Regions from separate parts of the Mus musculus genome. Here region 1 is linked to region 2. Evidence: chromatin contacts called from public Hi-C data. All regions are on one chromosome and are shown on one strand. The core of a region is the stretch at or near the end of the contact, and the rest is flanking DNA. Distances in the headings are between cores, read along the strand shown.

What was found. Hi-C and Micro-C count contacts between places; a contact is called where the count stands out from the background.
Region 1: a Hi-C map of bone marrow-derived macrophages shows a contact between it and region 2, with 39 read pairs. The contact joins two enhancer-like sites. A contact is called at or near these places in 4 of 484 Hi-C or Micro-C datasets (bone marrow-derived macrophages, brain and cortical glia) and 1 of 9 other capture datasets (adipose tissue).

Annotation. Positions count from the first base shown.
Region 1 is chr2:135,823,350-135,826,284 of GRCm38.p6, reverse strand. All of the region lies in intron 3 of Plcb4 (phospholipase C, beta 4), which reads right to left. Among named protein-coding and RNA genes, the nearest start is that of Gm14210, 12 kb to the right of the region's middle. Within about 2 kb of position 1,289, at least 22 of the 459 cell types and tissues checked have an H3K27ac peak or open chromatin away from gene starts, as enhancers often do. A contact at or near this core is called in bone marrow-derived macrophages, where this site is marked.
Region 2 is chr2:135,736,009-135,739,062 of GRCm38.p6, reverse strand. The region is part of intron 1 of Plcb4 (phospholipase C, beta 4); the gene reads right to left. Among named protein-coding and RNA genes, the nearest start is that of Gm14210, 75 kb to the left of the region's middle. Within about 2 kb of position 1,357, at least 67 of the 459 cell types and tissues checked have an H3K27ac peak or open chromatin away from gene starts, as enhancers often do. A contact at or near this core is called in bone marrow-derived macrophages, where this site is marked.

The sequences.
Region 1 (2,935 bases), core at 40-2,539, 87 kb before region 2:
GCCTTCTGGCTGTTCCAGCAGATTTCTGTGAATTCAACAACACTTGGCCACCAAAAGGACACGCAGTAACAAAAATGACGTGTACCGGTCCATCAGAGCAGACAATAAAGGAAGAAGATGATGGCCAGGCAGGCTTGTTGGGTAGAATTCATATTTTTTTGGTTACCCTGACTCTCTTAGCATTCTGTGAGGACCTCAACAAAACAAAAATATAATTAATTAGTCAGAGAAGTGATCAGCCATGCAAAAGAAGAGAAAGTGTCAACAGCAGACAAGAATAGAAGTCAGAGACAGAAAATCAGGGGTGATACATGCTACAGAGCAGTATCACAAAGCAAGAAACACAGTAGACCAGAAACTGGCTGCAGTAGGTGGCCCTGGCTGCAGCTGGCAATATAACAAGAAAGAGCTTAGAGACTACTCCATTATGCTTATTGGACAGCAAATGTGTAAACGCTGGGGTAATACAGCCATGCACACTGGGCATGCCAGGGCTCAAGTCCTTGACTGTTCAGACACCACGCAGAATAGAAGGGCCAGCCAGATAGAAAAGAAGCAGAGAAACATAGTATTCTTAAGGGTATATTGTGGGCTTTACAGAACAATATTCTGCCAAGTCACTGAGCACACAACTGCAAAGCATATCTTTGGGGACACTTCCTGACAAGTTTGTTCCAAGAGCACAGTCATAGTCAGTCCTCTGAACCATATCCCCAAGAAGCCGAGCACACAGGCATTGTTGAGCTCCCTGGTTTCTTATCATTAAAATCACACACCTTTTCTTTAAATGCAGGGTCTCACTGTGTAGCTCTGGCTTGTCTGGAACTCACTATGTAGGGTTAAATATTCATGAAATATCCATTTGCTAAATAGCTCCACCATCCACCTGGTCAATATTAGAAGGCAGACGCAACCCAAATTATAGCAATGACTGCCAGAAGATTTCCAAACAGAAATGTTTACAGAGGCCATTTACCTACAAGGATTAGCACGGTGGGGGGGTGGGGGGGAGACAGGGGGACAGGAATCAGTGCATTTTATTATGTCATCTTTGCTGTTTTCTTTTTAAAGCCGTGTGCACATAAAACTCTTATTTAGGAAATACAAATGTTTCCCTATCAAAGGTTTTTTTTCAATGTAGGTGAAGAACTTGGCTCTCTGGAGGCACAACAGGACACATTGTAAGATGACTCATCAACTCCTTTAAATATGATCTGCCTTTGAGTGGCACCATTTATAGCATGGAAAATGGACTAAAAGGTTCAGTGATGAGGAACTACTAACAACTTCCTCTTTCCTTTTATGCCCTGGAAAATCACAGTGACAGGGAATGTGCTATGAAAACCAGTCAAGACAGCAGCTATCCACTGCTTGGTGACACCACCATCTGTGGAAAGGACTGGTGTGGCAAGGTCCCACTGCTTTAGAAATCAAAGGACATGCTATTCCCCAGGCTCCTGCTTGGCAATGCACCTGTACGCTAAGAGGTGTACACACAGAGAAATGACTCTACCCAAGCCCAGCAGCCTTCATCAACCAACACAGAGGCTAAGGTCGGGTGCAAAACAGACTATTACATAGGGAAACCATCCTGTGCTCTGAGCTGATTGCCTACACTGAAGGTGACAGCAAACTGTCCCACAGTTGGATGTTAAAGCAGAGTATGCCACTGTCATACCCACAGACGACTTCTTGTACCTTAGACCCTTCTACCATTTACATTTCACTCACCCCAGCACTTCCTTGCATACCCAGATTCTCTAAACCTTGGCTTGAGGTACATTTGGCATCCCCACTGTGTCCAAGGCCACCATTCTCTGTAGGACAAACTAGTCTCCCAATAAACATTGTTGAAATTATTCACAAAACTTGGCTCCCATGCTACTGAGCTCCTAATGAAAAACCTGCTCATCCCTGCCTACCACAGCAGATCAATAAGTATTCTCCATGGATAGCTAAAGCATCTACCACTTATCATTAAAACAAAGCTAAGCATGATGACTCTTAACTAGAAATCTAGCACTTTGGAGGTTGAGGCAGGGGGATCGCCACAAGTTAGAAGCTGGCCTAAACTAATGGAGTCCGACCCAATTTCAAAACTTCAAAACATAAAGACACAGACACAGACACAGACACAGACACAGACAGACACACACACACACACACACACACACACACACACACACACACACAGAGACACACACACACACACACACACACACATTTTTTTACCTTCAGACTTTACAGACTTTAGGACTACTTCTCTCGGCTTTCAATTATGTATTTGCATTACATAATTTTAAGTGTGGTGTAGAAGTTACAGGATGACATATTCTGACTCAGATGTATGTTTATAGATGACAATAGCTGGCAGAATATTTTATAAAACTTATGAATTAAACAGATTCACACCAGCTGTGGTTAACCACATGAGACCTGCACAAGATGAAAGCAGTCAGTATTCTAGCCTGGAATGGAAACAGCTAGTGACTTCCTACCCCTAATTAAGAAGTTGTGGATATCTGTTGACTCTTGGAGAAGAGAAAGCCAGTCTTGTTCAAGGGTGAAGCTATGGCCATGTCAACCATGCTATAGAGATGGCCTCAGACTATGAGTCAGGACAGTATAAATTAGAGTTGATGGGTTGTTAAATTAAAAAGAAAGAAAAGAGGATATGAGTTTGGGGGATAAGAAGGTAGACTGGGAGGAGTTAGGTTTAGACATTGTGATAGATATGATCAAAATATACTATATGAAATTCTCAAAGAATACAAATAGTTATTTAAAAGTATGGGTCCAATAAGCATTTGATGGGTAAACAGACACATGCCTAGAAGTGCTGATCTGAATTGGGACTTCTTCCTCACCGTACATTGCAAGAAACATGTGCAGACAATCACTGAGATTTCTCAGTATGTCTAAGAGCACCAAACTG
Region 2 (3,054 bases), core at 108-2,607:
CCTATCATCCCAGCACAGGGCAGGCTGAGGCAGGAGGATGCCAAGTTCAAAGCCAGTCTTGAATAATTAGAAGATATTGTCCAAAAAAAAAAAAAAAAAAAAAAAAAGAAAAGAAAGGAAAAAGAAAAAGAAAAGAAACAAAATAAAATAAAGAAACTTAAAATAATAACTAACAACAACAACAATAATGACAGTAACAACATTAACAACAACAATAATAATAATAATAACAACAACATGATCATGAAAAGCAAGAAAGAGAATGGCCGCAGGAAAGTTAGAAGAAAGAAGAGTGAGGTGGGGCTTTCTGGCCTCGTAAAGGAATGTGGAGTTGGATAGGCAGACAGTGTGAGTTCCTCCACAGAATCCTCAGCGTGCAAATTATCTCCACTCATCTGCCAACACTGATCATCGTTCTTCTGAAACAACATGCCTACCATAAGCGTCTCAAAATAAAACAAGAGCCCTCAGTAGCACACACCTGCCCCTCTGAACCACAGATGACTGCTGGGCAGACAGAAACAAACACTAGTGTCTCTTGGGAGCATTTGAACTAAGACACAGTAGCCACTGACAATTGGTGATTAACACTTAACTAAAAGTTTCCAGAGTGGGTAATAGAGGATATTAAGAGACATGGCAGACTTGGTTGAAAAAAAAATGTAGTACAAATTATATGGCCCTCATCCTGTTAAGATATCAATCAAGTCTATTTTCCCTCTTCTCAAACCTGGCTCTCTGGTTGGGGTGACCTTCAGAATGCAAGGATATCCGATTTCTTCTTGGTTTTCCTTTGTGCATGCCTACTTATCCATGACCCATAGCGAATAACAACAACCCACCCCACTCTTGTGGCCCTAGCATTCATACACCCTCTAAAAAGACCCCAGAATTCCAAACATCCTCACACAGGCTCAGAAACTATCTGCAGCTGGAAAAATCACCCCTGCCAGAGCACGAGGCAAACCTAGCTGCTGTGGACAATCTGAAGCAGCCCCATATCCCACAGTTGGGATTAAAGTGAAAATATATTCTTATACCGTTTCTGTGGTTTTAAAAGAAACTAAAATTCAAAAATTCTCACTACACTTAATTCTGCCAGGAAACGGCAAAGAGGTTGATGAGTGACCAGAAATCCACAAGTTCGGTTTGAAGAACAACAGAGAGGATGGACTTGTCATCCAGCTGCTCCTCTCTTAAGTGGCTTCTGCTTTTGCGCTTGACAAGGGTCCTCCTGAGCATCTCGTGCTTTTCAGTGATCCGACCACTCCACGTGGAGGGAGCAGCCCAGACAAGACCGGAGACGTTCTAGCTGAGCTCATCCCTGAAGCCAACTGCTCATGTTCAATGAGTCATCTCAAACACTCCAACCACAAAAAGAGCAACTGCTCCAGTCTCTCCCGGAGCCGTGTTGCCTGGCTGAGACCAGTCAACCCACAGACACATGAAATGCTGGCTGTTGTTTCCAGCCAGTAAGTTTTGGTGTGGTCAGGTACAAAGCAAGAGAAGGTGACAGCAGGGAAAGCCCAGAGCAAAGACTGAGAAAAGGAAGGACGGAGACACAGACGAGTCCCTGCAGGGCACAGAGCCTGAGTGCAATTCTAGAACTTGGCACTTAAGATCCAGGAGATCTGATCAAGTTATGGGGCAAATCAGGGTCCTTAGGATCATTAATAAAATAAGAATGGACCATCATACTAGAGTTAAACCTCGGGGCAGCAAAGCTCAGGAGGTGCCTGGAAGGGAAAAATGGAGAAGAAAAAGAGAGAAGGAGGCCATGCTGTCTGAGCTATGCCAGTGTGAAGGTCAAACACATGGCAGATAAGCTACGAGCAGGCATAGGGGACTCAGAAACGGAGAACAGATGGATACTCAAGGTACCAGTGAAAGTATATTCAGTCCATCAGAAAGAAGAAGAGAAGAACGAGAAAAACCTGGTGTTCTTCCTAAGGCCCCCAGATTGATTTAAGCACCCAGATCAGCTGGTACAATAGCTGCTGTTCTAGAGGATCCAACATCGTTATCTTGCCCTCATGGATGTATGCACTTACAGAAACACACACACACATTCACGAACACAGGCATGCAAGGCATGCATACACACGCATTCAGACAGATACACATGAATATATACATTAAATAAAATAAAAACAAATGTTACACGTAATGATGACACTATATTTGGAGCATCACTATAAGATGACACAATATGTTTCCCACTAAATATCCAATGATTTTTTAAAACACTGTCTTCAGTTTGCTTACATATCTCTAATATTTTTAGAGTATGTACAATCCATATTATTCTAAATGATGGTAAGTGTTAAGGGTTAAATTACTATTTTATCTTTGGCCTCAAGTCCAGGCATTCCTCCAAAGGCTATGGGCTAAATCATGTGTTTGACTCCATCTCAAAACCACCAGGCAATCCAACAGCCCCCATCCTCTCCTTCATCCTCCTGCCCTCTCTGTTGTCCTTCAAACCGAACTTGTGGATTTCTGGTCACTCATCAACCTCTTTGCCGTTTCCTGGCAGAATTAAGTGTAGTAAGAATTTTTGAATTTTAGTTTCTTTTAAAACCACAGAAACGGTATAAGAATATATTTTCACTTTAATCCCAACTGTGGGATATGGGGCTGCTTCAGATTGTCCACAGCAGCTAGGTTTGCCTCGTGCTCTGGCAGGGGTGATTTTTCCAGCTGCAGATAGTTTCTGTGCCTGTGTGAGGATGTTTGGAATTCTGGGGTCTTTTTAGAGGGTGTATGAATGCTAGGGCCACAAGAGTGGGGTGGGTTGTTGTTATTCGCTATGGGTCATGGATAAGTAGGCATGCACAAAGGAAAACCAAGAAGAAATCGGATATCTAAATGGTGAAAGTCAAACTTACTCCAAGGAACTTGATGCCCCTAATCAACAGGAGGTATTCTAAGGGATAAAACCGTCCCCTTTCCAACCCCGACTTTATTCAGGAATCTCTTTCCTTTCCTCTCTGCCCTGTTCTCTCTCTTATCTAGTGATAGGGGATTGAAAGAGTAGGAGACAAAAAGATAGAG